3 separate regions of the Mus musculus genome follow, and regions 1 and 3 are each linked to region 2. Evidence: chromatin contacts called from public Hi-C and promoter capture Hi-C data. All regions are on one chromosome and are shown on one strand. Each heading gives the region's core, a stretch centred on a gene start, on an enhancer-like site or on the middle of the called end of the contact. The rest is flanking DNA. Distances are from core to core; before and after follow the strand shown. Region 1 has its middle 55 kb from the start of 6030471H07Rik. Region 2 holds the start of Bnc2 (basonuclin 2). Region 3 has its middle 52 kb from the start of Gm11415.

What was found. Promoter capture Hi-C pulls out the DNA fragments that hold promoters and counts their contacts. Hi-C and Micro-C count contacts between places; a contact is called where the count stands out from the background.
Region 1: a promoter capture Hi-C map of the 3T3-L1 cell line shows a contact between it and region 2, with 11 times the contacts expected there. The contact joins the enhancer-like site here to the promoter of Bnc2 in region 2. A contact is called at or near these places in 11 of 39 promoter capture datasets (the 3T3-L1 cell line, 3T3-L1-derived adipocytes, cranial neural crest and 6 more), 1 of 484 Hi-C or Micro-C datasets (palatal mesenchyme), 1 of 115 datasets of contacts at active chromatin or transcription factors (astrocytes) and 3 of 9 other capture datasets (adipose tissue, embryonic stem cells and macrophages).
Region 3: a Hi-C map of muscle stem cells shows a contact between it and region 2, with 4 times the contacts expected there. The contact joins the enhancer-like site here to the promoter of Bnc2 in region 2. A contact is called at or near these places in 2 of 39 promoter capture datasets (embryonic stem cells and hippocampal neurons), 1 of 15 datasets of contacts at CTCF or cohesin (the NIH/3T3 cell line), 1 of 484 Hi-C or Micro-C datasets (muscle stem cells) and 4 of 115 datasets of contacts at active chromatin or transcription factors (embryonic stem cells and forebrain).

Annotation. Positions count from the first base shown.
Region 1 is chr4:83,988,157-83,992,535 of GRCm38.p6, reverse strand. No RefSeq gene overlaps it. Among named protein-coding and RNA genes, the nearest start is that of 6030471H07Rik, 55 kb to the left of the region's middle. Within about 2 kb of position 1,910, at least 44 of the 459 cell types and tissues checked have an H3K27ac peak or open chromatin away from gene starts, as enhancers often do. A contact at or near this core is called in palatal mesenchyme, where this site is marked.
Region 2 is chr4:84,673,807-84,678,160 of GRCm38.p6, reverse strand. It overlaps Bnc2 (basonuclin 2), which reads left to right and starts at 2,758. Exons shown (of 7, transcript NM_001369083.1): 1 at 2,758-3,186. The coding sequence starts at 3,184.
Region 3 is chr4:83,938,412-83,943,072 of GRCm38.p6, reverse strand. No RefSeq gene overlaps it. Among named protein-coding and RNA genes, the nearest start is that of Gm11415, 52 kb to the right of the region's middle. Within about 2 kb of position 1,287, at least 25 of the 459 cell types and tissues checked have an H3K27ac peak or open chromatin away from gene starts, as enhancers often do. A contact at or near this core is called in muscle stem cells, where this site is marked.

The DNA.
Region 1 (4,379 bases), core at 661-3,160, 680 kb after region 2:
TTCTGCCACCCGAGTGCTGGGATTAAAGGCGTGCGCCACCACCGCCCAGCTCTTCATTTTGTTTCTTAGCAAACAGCATAGTCACGCAGGCTAGAATGGCAAACTGCTACAACTGCACCAGGAACAAAGATATTTCTTGTTCACACAAACATCACCAAGTCTCCCTTCTACTGCTTACTGTTTTTGAAGCAACCTCTTGAGTCTACAAAGTTTCTACCCAAGTTTTTTAATCTACTGAAAGTAACAATCATTTGTGATCAAATAATCAGCCAGAAGTTTTTCATTAACTTGCCAGTGACAACTTATTTTACACTATTGTATATAGTACACTGTATATATGTATATGTATGTATCTGCATATATCTTATGTGAAAATAAAACTTTAATCATAACAAATGCATGACATATACAATATTATTTTGAAATTTATTCTTTGATAACAGCTCATATTGTATGACAGACTCAGCTGTCTCCTGGTACTCGGGCTTCAAAGATGTTTGAGACATAAGTTTCTGATCTTTAGAAACCTACAGATGTGCACTATTTGAAAAATTTAAATATTTTTCTAAAGAGAATTGTAAAGAGAGGGAAAATAGTTTTTTTAAAAAAAATACTAAAGGGTAATAAGCATTGTATTTTTCTTCTCAAATGGTTCAAAATAATTTTATAGATAGGTATGTATATTATAAACACACATACGCATATTTGTTAATACATGTTTATTATTTAGTAATATATGTTATTATAAACATATATGTTGGGAGAGGAAAACCAGGCAGCTGTAGTGAATTAGAAAGTGTGTGTAAAGGAGATAGAGCATTCTCTAGGAGAACCGTCACACCCCAGGAACCAAAATGGGAAATTCCTTCCCAGTTGGCCTGTGAAGTTCACTCTACCTGGACTGCACAGCAGATACCCAGGGCTTGTCAATGTTTTACGTCAGGAAACACTTAGAAAGGAAAATGCTGGCAAATGCCTGAGAGGTTGGGAACTTCTGGTGCAGAGGAGTCTCTCTGTTCCCTCATTGCAACTTTTCTGAAATTCTGGAGTGTATTCAGAATCCAACGTGCCAACAGGAAACAGTGATGTGAGCAAGTACTGAGAGGCCTGTGAACCCAGACAGACAGCCCCAGGTTCTCAGGGCTGGGTGAGAGCAGCCCAGGTCAAGTGGCAAGTCAGCCTTAACCCGGAAGCTGACATTTAACCCATGTCTGCAGCTTGTGGCGAGTGTGTACCTCAGATAAGAATGTGGCCTAATCCCGACAAGCCTCTAAGGAGGATTAAATTCCATATCATTTAATTTTATTGTTTAGCATATTTTACCATATTTTAATAAGATACAAATTGATAAGCTGTGTCTTTTCTAAAAGATGACATTCAATTCAGTAACAATCCTTTGTTACACAGGAAATCTGACTTCTAAACTGTCTAAAGAAGTGGAAGTTTTGGGGAGGCAAACTTATCTGTTTCAGAACTCAGTGTCTGTCCAAAGCTCAGTGACAGGACAGTTACTAGGCCCATGGCACAAAGGGTTGGAAATCCTTCAGGATTTGGAAGAGGGCAGGTGCTATCCTGGAAACTTTACCTTTAGCTCTGACGTATCTTGTTGAGGACACTCTCTCATGCTTTTACAAAAGGTGGCTTTTACATCCCAAAGCAGAAAACTCCTGCCTTCCAGGCAGGAAATCTGACCCTGCATTGTGAAAACGCACAGTCAGAAACCGTGCTGTGTGATAGGGCTCTGAAAGGGGCAGACTCTGGAAAAAATTGTATTTTTCTCCTCACGACAGCTGCCTTTTGTTTGGGCAAATCATTTGGGGAGAGAACAAAAAAGCAGTTGTTTGCTTAATGCCAAGCCACAAAAACACCGAGCCTTCCTGCCCTGCTCCGGCAGCAGACTCCATCTCCTAAGCATTCTTGACGGTTTGCCTATAGATTGAGGTGCTACAGAAAGCACCCACTGTCCTGAGAGCCCCCTCTCCTGGGCAGGAGCCACCTCCCTTGCCCATAACTCAATAGGATAGGAATCCAGGGAGGCCAGAGAACTGAATGCCAGGGTTGACCAAGCCAAAGAGTGGCTGTAATGGGCGGAGTAGCCTGAAAGTAATTCGTTAATGCACATGGCTGCCCTGCCTGCCAGTTGCCAGCACTCTGGGCCAGAAGAATCTGTAAAAAGAGCACGAAAGCTTGTGTTCAAAAGTTTTGGAGTTTATAACATATACAGGCTCATACACACATGCCCAGAAATACACAAGCTGCTTGTGATACATACATTTGACGCCAAGATAAATAGAGCCTTGGCCAAAATCCCTGTAAGCTAGCAGCACGCCAACGTAGCATTTCAAGTCAGAGGCCAATAGCAAAACCCAAACAGTATTTGTCCTAAACTCAGAGTCACAAGTGGGTATTGCTTTTCCTTAACAGAGTGGTTTTCTAATATCTTCACTCAGACAAGACCCTGCCTGCAGGGACCCCGGCGGCAGCTTTGCTGTTAGGTGAGTTCATTACCGTAAATCCATCCAAGGCAAGTTCCAATAACAATTACGAGGCCATCAAACCATGAAAGCCAGTGCTTGCCTTGGATTTGTGACTGATGCCCGAGAGAGGGAAAGGAGAGGTGCTAGGTTTCTACAACTGTCTGGTCTCCTGAGTTTATGAGCTCCCAGGAAAGAAGGGATGGTTTATCTGGGCCAGGGGGACAGTTGGAACATCAGACTATGGAGGGAGTAAGCACTGTGTTCCCAAGCCCTCGGAGACCTCGTGGCAGTGTGTAGGATGCTGACTGTCCTAAGGATGAGACTCTTCCTCATGCCTTCCCCTGCAGGGCTAAATGTTCTTTATACCTTCTACAACAGTGGTTCTCAGCCTGGGGTCATGGCCCCTTGGGGGGCACATATCCGATATCCTGCACATCAGATATTTACACTAAGATTCATATCAGTAGCAAAATTAGAGTTATGAAATAGCAACAACAATAATCTTATGGTTGGGGGGGTCACAACATGAGGAATATTGTTCCTCGTGAAACCTAGAAGGGCTCCTGCAGTAGGAAGGTTGAAAGCCACTGCTCTCTAAGGGCTGGGTGCAGGGAAGGATTGATACCTGTTATTACCAGAGTCTGAATACGTTCAGCTCTGACTTGATCTGACAGAATGCACTTCATTGGCCAGCCACTGGAAGATTGGTTAGGGGCAATGAGGGCAATCTTTACTAAGACATCTTCGTGCAGAATTCCCTCAAAGCCGTTGGGTCTCCATTTCATTCTCCAATCAGATCCCAGGGGACGGTGCAGTATGTTTCTCCTTTGCTGCTGCCATAGATTTGTGTTTTAATGAGTATTTATGTTTCACCTCTCTTACTGAGCTCCGTAAATCAAAGCTCTGCTTGGTTTTGATTGCCACGTGCGAATGGCTATGAGAATCCACAGCTAGAGGAGTGGATGGGTGGGTAGATACAAGGAGAGAAGAAAGGATGGAGGAGTAGATGATGGTGGACACATGAATGGGTGAATAGTAGGCCCCCTGGACCTGTCCGTCTTCACCTGATCTCACCTTCCAACATCTACACGGGTAGCATCCAACTTAAAGAAGTCCAGTCACTAGGTGTTGGTGTTGCTGAAAGCTTTTGAAGAATTGGAGCAGGAACTGCTGAGACAGGCCAAAGGAACAGCCCAGGAGGAAGCCTGGAGGGCAAGAGGCAAAGAGGGAGGAACTGAGGTGCTGGGCGTATGCAGAAAAAAAGAAAAAAAGAAAAAAAAAAAAAAACGGTCATGGCGGGGTGGGGGGGGGGGGAGGGGGGAAGGCTTTAGTGACCTGAAGGGAAACTAGAATGTTTGGCTTAGCAGCACTGAGGGGGAGGCAGCTGAGGAGGAATCAAAAGACTCCATGCCATCAGGAAGGCAAAGCTGATAGGGGCCTCTTGGAGTGGGCTGCAGGGAGGTGGGAGCTGAAAGTGGGAGGCCCGGAGGAAGAAAACGGCAGGGAAAGAATCTTAACCAGAAAAAACCCTAAGTAGCAGAGAGAGAAGGAAACAAGATGAGAGAAAAACGCTGGCCCTGAAGGCTGCTGAAGGGGTACCCAGGGTGGGAGAGCCAAAGCCACAGCGCCTTTGCCAAGGGAGGAAACCGTAGGAGACCCACCCAGCCAGAATCTTGAAGTCTCAGACTTTTTCCACCTTATGAGCTGTAAATTGATCTATTCAGTTAAAGAAACCTGGTTTTTATTGAGTAATTTCCTCTGAACGACCTCCAGTTTTGAAAATGTCCCCAACCTTCTCTGACTCTCCCTCCTCCCCTGCCCCCCTCCCGAGTCCCCACGTCAATGCTGGTAAATCACAGGGAGGAACCCCCACCGAGCCCCCCCCCCCCAACCTCATGCCCC
Region 2 (4,354 bases), core at 1,509-4,008:
TTCAAAGAATGGACTGTTTTGCCGTATTCCTATAGCACTTTGACACAATGGTGATAATGCTTCTGACATTCCTAGACCCATCCTTTGCCCTGACTAAGCTTATTCTTTAGCTGAAAAGTAGTAAGCATATAAGCAAAAACAAAACACAGCTTACACGAAGACAAGCACACAAAAGACAAAAGGAGAGGTAGAACGGATGGGGCAAGGAGGATTTTGCAGAGTAAACGAAGAGCTATCTTCTTTGACTCTTCAGGAGTAAAGTTGGAGATAAGGTGAAAGTGGGAAGAAAGGGACTCTGGACAGGGTAAGAGTTTAAGCAAAGAGAAGAGCCACCAAGGTCTAAGCCTAGAAAGCAGATGAGCAAATTAGAGCCAAAGAGAGTGGAGTCCAACAGAAGATTGAACAGCTGGATGGGGCACTGAGTCAGGTAGCTGCAAAGCATTAGGATATTGCAGGACACAGAGGACCCAAGGCTCTGGCCCTCCTCCTTCCTAATGCTTCAGCCCTCTAACACAGTGCCTGGTGGTGTGGTGACCCCCAACTACAAATTTATTTTTGTTGCTACTTCATACTTGTAATTTTGCTACCATTATGAATTGTAATGTAAATATCTGTGTTTTCTGGTAGTCCATAGGGTTCAAGACCCACAGGTTGAGGACCACTGACCTAAGTAAGATCTTGAGCCAGTTGTCAAAGTCACTGGAGACAAGACTATGGCTTCTGCCAATTCTGCCACCTTCTTAAAGGCTGCTCTTCAGTCCAGCCCAGACTCCATCTTTGTAATGACTGTTTAGAAAGGCAGGGGGACTTCGCTAGATACATCTGACCTCAGGTAGAGTGACTGCATGCTAACATCAAGAACAGTCAGTTCTGGAACCAATCAGAGGAATGTAAATTACAGGTTGCTTGATGTAGAAAAAAAAAGTAGCGTGGCACATGTAGGTGTGCAGCCAGAAACACACTGTGTGGATACAACTGTTTGGCAACTTGCTGGACTGTCACTTAAAAGCAGTTAAGTGTATGAATGGGTTTGTGTGGGTAATGACTCTGAAATTAGCTGCTAGCTTTTCCCAATCTTTTCGTGATGCAGGGAAACACACTGAAACTTGGCTTCTTTCTGGAAGCTGCTTGTGAGGCTCCTAGGACCTCAGAATGAACATTTGGTCACCATTATCTCTCGGGTAATCAGTTGCTACAGAATGACGTCATAGTTCTGCTTAGAGAACAAGAGAATATGCTCCACACCTTAATCAAATCATTTGACGATGAGCCTACTTTGATAACATGCATTTAAACATATTGGATAACGGTTAGATACCTAACCCGTAATTTGTCCCACAGCAACTGTCACTCATTAGAAAATTTAAGAGATAAACATGTGCCTAAAGTCTATAGTGTTTCCTGCATAGAATCGACAGATTCTGAAGTGACTACCAATCTGCTTTGCATGGGCCTAGGAGGAGTCAGGAATTTGAACCCAACTAGTACAAGGAACTGCAGGTGCTGGTGGCCCTAATGTTTAAAAAAAAAAGAAAAAAAAAAAAAGGCTGGATCCACGTGGATAAGCTAACTCACATTCTCAGGCCAGCTGTTGCTACTTGGGATCTAGTCAGCCATGGATCCTGAAAAAAAAATTAAGCTTAACCATTGTGAATATACATTAAACTTATGACGGTGTGTGTATGTGTGTGAGTGTGTCCTAAATTCCAAGTCTACATATTTTCGGAGGAATTTAATTCTGACCTCTGAATGAAATTATGAGGCTTCTCCCTCTGCTTGGGGAAAGAGAGAATGGAAGGAGGGACGAGTTACTCTTTTCAGGAAGAAACAGTAATCAAACCTGTTTTCAGCCAACCAAATCTTCCGCAGGATTCTCTGATTTCTTAGAGCTCAAGAGTGTGCTAGAAACCTGTGCTTTCCTCCCGAGACAGATAAGCAAAAAGTTTGCTCTAGCGATGATAAATCTGCACGAGGCGGAGACGGTTTTGGCACACGGTGTACATTAGAAAGATGAGGATGATTAAGTCTCCCCCCTCCCCCCCGAATCTTGCAGCCCGACTGTGTTTTGCTTCCATTTAAGAAGTGTCCTTCAACCGCTGGCGGCTGCGTGCCGAGCCTGCCGCCGGCAACCCGTGTCTTAAAGCAGGGCAACTCGGGTCGTCTGAGTGTCACCCCACACGTGTGACTGGTGTCCGTCGCGGGCGCCCGCTAGGGTGGCAGTCTCCTTCCTCTCCCCCGCCAGCTGCAGCTCCAGGCCCAGACCTAGAAGGGGAAGGAAGCCCTGGCCGCAAGCCGCCGTCTGGGCCGGCACCAAAGCCGCCGCTCCCAGAAACTTTTCGCCCCTAGCTGTGCGCAACTTTCTGCCCCGGGTCCCCGGGCGCGTCACGGTCCCCGGGCTTCCCCTGCCTTCACTCCGGCGCCGCCCAAGGCAGACCAGAGCCGGGCCGAGCAGACCGAGAGTGGGAGAAGCCCGGAGCGGAGGCGCTGCGCCGCAGTCGGAATAAAGTTCGCGCCCGGTGCTCGGCGGCGGCTCGCAGCCTTCCCTCTCCCCTCCCGGCTCCTCGCATTTTTCCCCCTTGTTGACAGCTGGGCGCTGGCCGCCACCTCCACTTCCACGCCCGCACCCCCCGGGGGGCGCCAAAGTTGTTTTTCCATCCACGGAAGAGGGGGTGTGTGTCTAGCGAGGTGGGGGTGGGGGAGGGCTAGACATCCTCCCCGAAGCCCCTAGAAAAGCTTGAGGACAACAACAAAACAGGCGGCGAACACCCTAGTCCGGACAGTTGCGCCGGGAGCAGAAACTTGTGCCGGCGCGGCCACCGGTCCCCCCCGCGCCGCCGCGCGCACCCCGCCTCGCCAGCAGCCCCCCTCCCGGACAGTCCGTTCCCTTTTTTTCTTTTCTCCCTCTGCCCGGGGAGGAGCGGGACAACTCGGAGCGCCGGCTCGAGGGAGCGAGCGCGACCCTGGGCGCGGGTGTAAATCAGTCACCTGAGCGCCGAGGGGCCGCGGCGAGGGCGCGCGCGGGCGGGTGGGGAGTGGCGCGGGCGGCGAGCGCGGCCCGGAGCGGCCGGGCGGGGGAGGGAGCAGGCCGAGCGGCGAGCTGAGGCGGCCGAGGGGCTGGTCCAGGCGCGGCCGCTAAGAGGAGACCAAGAGGCGGGGGCTGCACTTGACAACCAGCATGCCGAGATGGTAAGAAGTTTCCACCTCCTCTCCGCTTGCGTCTGCACTTGGTAGGGACAGACCCGGGCGGGACGCCCCGGGGCCGCGGCGGGCCGCGTTCTCCTCTAGCGCCGCGGCGTGAGGAGGCGGGCAGCCGGCGGCGCTCCCGAAATCCACCCCCCACTCCCCCAACTTGGCCCCAAGTTCTCGAGGCGGCTGCGGGAGGGCGAGCGGGCGGGCAGGCGGACGGGAGCGAGGGCTCCCCGCGCCTTAGGTGAGCGGCGGCCAGTCGGGGACTCTGGGGACCGGGGAGCCCTCGGGGAGGGCGCGGGACACGGGGACCCGGGATGCACGGGGCTGCCGGGACCCGCGGCAACTTTCCCAACTTGCCGGCCTGTTGAGAGCCCTGAGCGGCGGCTGGGCATGGGTGCCGGGGCGCGGCCCGCGGCCCGCGTGGGGACCGCAGCGATGCCCGCGCGGCTGCGGAGGACGCGGACGCGGCCAGTCAAATCCCGCTAGACAGACACGTGTGTGCTTTCCCGAAGTGCGGTTCTGAAGCAGCCGGCCCACTGCGCTTACACGCCGACTGGACGGTGGGATTTGAGACCTGAAAGGGGGGCAGAATTTAAAAACATATATATATATATACAGTAGTGGTGGAGCTCAGGACAAAACTAGACGGAATCTCCCGTGGGATGAGGCGAAGATTAAAACAAAACAAAACTTGTAAGTGCCAAGTGGTGGTGGAAAAGGGATGGCACAGCGCAGGGGGACTCCAGCCCAGTCCCTGGAAGGGACGGCTTCTCTGCAGCGAGGAAGCAGGCAATTAGTTCACCCAGTGATGAGCCTCACTGTCTGCTTTCGGGAAGTCATTTGTTAGAAATGGGGCTTGACCACTCTTTTTTTCTTGGAGTTCCCTACCACCCAGTGTCGCTGTTGTTAGCCCCACTTGGGGGCTCTGATACAAAGTGGGCCCTATGTACATGGGATGTATAAGAAACGGGGTGATAGCAGGTTGACATTTTTTTTTCCTCTTCCCTTCCCCCTGATGTGACATCTCTTGTTTCAGAGATCAAAGTCACAACTGGAATGTAGGAGATGGTACTGTCAAATGCAGACATACACACATACAAAATGCACCCAGGACTGCGGTTACAGTAATGCTGACAGAAATTAAAGAGGTTTTGAAAGCAGCGTG
Region 3 (4,661 bases), core at 38-2,537, 730 kb after region 2:
GCTGGCGTTCCCAGAGAAGACTCGTGGAGCCCTAGTCCCACCCTTTTAAGATCTGTGACTTGAGGAAAGCTGCCTTGCCTTTCATCCTTTGTGTATAAAATGGAAATATATAGTGTAGACCTGGCATGCTTCATCTCAGCAATATGAATGTTATCTCAAACAGTGGCATGTAAATGGTGTGTTCTTACTGTCCTTGAAAGTTTCAGGAACATACAGACAAAACTGGAATGATACAAAGATCCTTGCAACCCTGCACAAGATTGACATGCAAGCACACCATGTTTTTGGTAGAAGGAGGGAACCAATTCCCCACAGCTGTCCTCATTTCCATATGGGGTGAGCGCACAAACACACAATGCATTTCATGAGATAAAATCCAAGTTATTTAGTTCTGGAAATTTTTCCTTTTTCTGAAATAAATAAATAAATAAATAAATAAATAAATAAATAAATAAATAAATGTTTCCTTAGCAAAACACTGCCCAGAAAGAAGCGAACTGGCCTGCCTGCACACCCGTGGGAGAAAGTTCCATCTTAAGATGATGCAGTGATACATTGTACGGAAGCCCACAGCTTGTCCGCTGTCCAGAGAATGGAGTTGAAAACCCAAGCTTTAGAAAGTACTGTGTGTACACCATGAACACAATGAATTCAAACACTTGGGCTCACACTGGGATTGTTTTCCCAGGGTCAACCCAGCCTTAGAACTTTGTTGAGGAATTTACTTTGCTCATTACTTCAGGGAAATAAAAGACTCAGTTGAGACAATTATAACTCTATTCTGGAGGTGAGCAACCGCTCCAACCTGACCTGTGTTTCATTCCCATCCCTCCTTCGGGCTTTACCTGCAGGATCCCCCGGGAAAGCACAGCTGGGAAATGGGATCTTGGCGGGTCTATTACAAGGTCTTTCCGTGTTCTGTGTCTCAAGTTTCTGAACCTGAAACTCGTGAAATACAACTTGCAAAGCGCCTCTTTAGGCAAGAATACCACTGGAATCTTTCCTCCTCCACTACAAACTAGAGGAGTAGGCGCCATCCCCGGGGGAACCAAGCACCAGCGGTCCGCGCTTTGAAGTACATCTGGACAAGAGAAGGGCACCTCGGCCAAGCTGCGAGAGACCAGGATGTGCCAGGCTTTCACTGCCAGGGGACAGGCACAGGGGCTGAAAGATGGAGGGAGGCAGGAGGCAGGCAAGTGCTCTCACGCGGACAGTGAGGGGAGAGTGGAAGGATGTGGTCATGGGGAGAGAGGAAAGAAAGATGAATGGGGTCTGAATCAGTCATAGGCTAAAGCAAACAGGAAGGTTTTAAAGTGAGATTTGAGGAAAGGAAGTGGTTCAGAACAAGGGAGGGAGCAGGCTGGAGACATCCATCTCAGAAAAACAGCCACTCTCCTTTTTAGGATGGGCAGACTCGTGTGAATATTTCTTGGCGACACTGACAGATGGGCGGACCAAAAATAATTTTTTTTAATTTTTTTTTTTTTAAATCACAACAGACTCCAGCCTTTTCCTAGAACTTGAACCAGAAAGAATTGAGACTTTAGGTTTGAAAACATTCAGAGGCTCACTGGGGTGAAAGTCTGCTGGGCTTCTCCTAGCACAGAAGCAGGGCCACCCAGGACGAGCTCACGGGGAGGCCATGAACTCTGCTCGACACCAAGAGAGTTTCCATGGCCATCTCCCTAACGCTATGTCCAGTGGAATAGAGTGCACGGCCCAGGGAAAGCTCAATGCGTTTCAAGTGTGAAATTACCCTGATAACTCCCAGTCTGCCCAGGAGCCCCATGCAGGAGAAGACAGGGTGAACGCATGGGGCCTGGAGCCTAGAAAGAGTTCTGGTGTAAAAATGAAGAAGAATGCTGACTGACATTTTCATAGAAAACAGAGACACCAACCAACTAGGCCAAGGGCAGCTGCTCACAGTCCCACAATGCCTTCTGAGGACTCGTCTAAGATGGTTCTAGAAGACAAAAATGAATGAACAAATCCTAACAAAAAATGAATTAACCAAAATCAGCAAATCTTATATCTTTCTAGCTCTGGCAGTAAGCTCCCTTCCTACAACCCTCTCAGAAATTGCTCTCCTCAACAATATACCCCCAGGGCTTCAAGACAAAGAGGGTTTCCTTTTTCTGCTTCTTGTTTTACAGCTGTGCGAACGGAACCTCTGTGGCTCTCATTTTTCTCAACTATCAAACGGCCACAAAACGCTCTGTTCCCACTTCTATAGATACTGCCCACTTTAAACTCCTTTGCACATTCAAAGCCTGCAGTGTAAAAGGCTGTGGCGTGCAATGGTGAGAGCCATCATAGGATAATAGCAGGCAGGTTGTCTCTTCACAGTATACAACTGAGCTCAGGGATGAATAAACCTAACACTGGACCCCATTATGACTCAGTGAGTTCTTAGTCTGTGTTTACATTCTCTATTATAGAGTCTAAAGCCACTGCCACCACATTATGACAAAATGTCAAACTTTGAAATATTTAGTACTTTTTTTAAAAAAAAACTTTTTTATTTTATGTGTATGTTTTTAAAATCTGCATGCATGTGTGTGTGTCACATGTCTATAATGCCCGAAGGAGACAGAAGAAGGCATCAGATTTTTCCCTGGAACTGGAGTTACAGATGGTTGTGAGCCACTATGTAGGTACTGGGAATTGAACATGGGTCCACTGGAAGAACAGCCTGGACTCTTAGCTGCTCTTAACTCTGAATCATCTCTCCAGTGTTAATTACCAGATCTTAAATATTTAGAATGTTTTAACAGCTTTATTATCATATAATCATTGTTACTTTATTCAATTACTTTAAAACTACCTTATCAAATACAGTAGTCACTAGCCCCAAATAGCCACTTAGATTTTCATTTTTAGTTTTCTTGTTTTGTGTGTGTGTGTGTGTGTGTGTGTGTGTGTGTGTCCATGCCCGTGTGCACAGATGCCCAGGGAGGTCTGAGAGGGTATCCCTGTAGTGTAGAGTGCTGCTGATAACCAAATATAGATCCTCAGGAAGAGTAGGGGTGCTGGTGTAGAACAAGAAATGTCCCCGTTCCTCCATCACTCGTGCTACTTTCAATTGTGGCTGCTAGCAATAGATTAGACAGGCGTATTACCATCATTAAAGAAAGTTCAGTTAGGCATCAATGGTCTAAATGGTAATATACTCCCATTACAAATGCTTGGAAAATAACACACATTGGGGTAAAAGAAATACAGCTCTTAGTAACTCACTACCCAGTGGGAACCATATTAATATTTTGTCAGGTTGCTCATGGTGTTTCTCTCTCCTGTTCTGTCCTAAGTGTGCCTTGTTTGTTTGGATAGCATAGTTATAAGCTAGAGAACATCAGTATTGCGTGGTCTTCTTTTTACCTCTGAAGCAAGCAGACTTCCACGGGTAAGACTCAAGACGTGGGGTATTTCATTATCTCAGTCACATAGAGAAGATGATTTAAAAAAAAAAAAACTAAAGGTAAAATTTGTAATTCAGTTGCACTTGCCAGATTCATAATGGGACTAGAGAAATGGCTGCATCCTACAGAAGTTCCAGATTGAGTTAAAAAAAAAAATGAGGAACATGTCAGAGATGTCAGGCTAATGCTCTGGAGGGGCCCGCCTGACCTGGTAGTGGCTCTCCACTTTCTCAGCTCTTGAACTTGGAAGAAACCACATCTGTGTGTTACCTGTGTGCCATCACACACCATAGCACCACCTCATACGCTTCAGGCCTGGGCCCAGCAGATGCTAAGAGCAGCATGCTGTAAAATGAGAATAATCATCCTGAAATTACATGTTTCATTGCCAAAAGCTAAAACTCGAGGATCACGCTCTTGTGTTCTCTCTCTCTCTCTCTCTCTCTCTCTCTCTCTCTCTCTCTCTCTCTCTCTCTCTCTCTCCTTCTTTCCCCTGCATTCCTGGAGCCTGGCAAGGCTGCTGTGAGACTCTTATGGGAGAACTCACAGCAAAGAGCCCACACAGAGACTGGCACTCTCCTCCAGAAAGCTTCCAGAAGCCTCTGCCTGCTGCTTGCTCCTCTGCCGAGTGGACTGCTCAGAGTCTCCTTCACTCTGGGTTTTCCTTACTCCCTTCCTTGTGATGGCAAGGGCACTGTCTTCCCACCTTCCTTACACACCTCTCCTTACCTGGCCCATCCCAGCCAAACTTGTAGCTTCATAACCTTGAAGACCCTTGAAGATTCTCTCTGCTTCCTGGGACCTCTCTGAAGTCCAGATGTGTGCATTTGCCTGAACATTTTCTCCAGGCATTTCAAAGCTAAAATGTAACTGTATCCCACTCTCCCCATCAAACAAGCACAGTAACGGAAACATGCACTCTGCCTAGTTTTCCTTTGTCTGAAATGACATCGCTAGAGTGAAGACCTCCTCGCTAGTCTCTGTTTCTAACGCGCCTTACTAGATACTAAACCCCTTAGACTCTAACTTTTCAATTCCATCACCACAGGAGAGCCACCATCCTCTATCCTCCCTAGCCTAGACTATGGCAGTAGACCCCAGCCTCCTGATTCACTGAAATCTCCACCAAAACCTCTCAGGTGTGAGGAGAAGGGAAAGATGAGGTGTGTCAGCTCCGCAGGTCTGGGCACAAGTCCAGGCTCAAGGTGGTAGCGGAACCCTGGGCAATTCTCCTTGGACCCT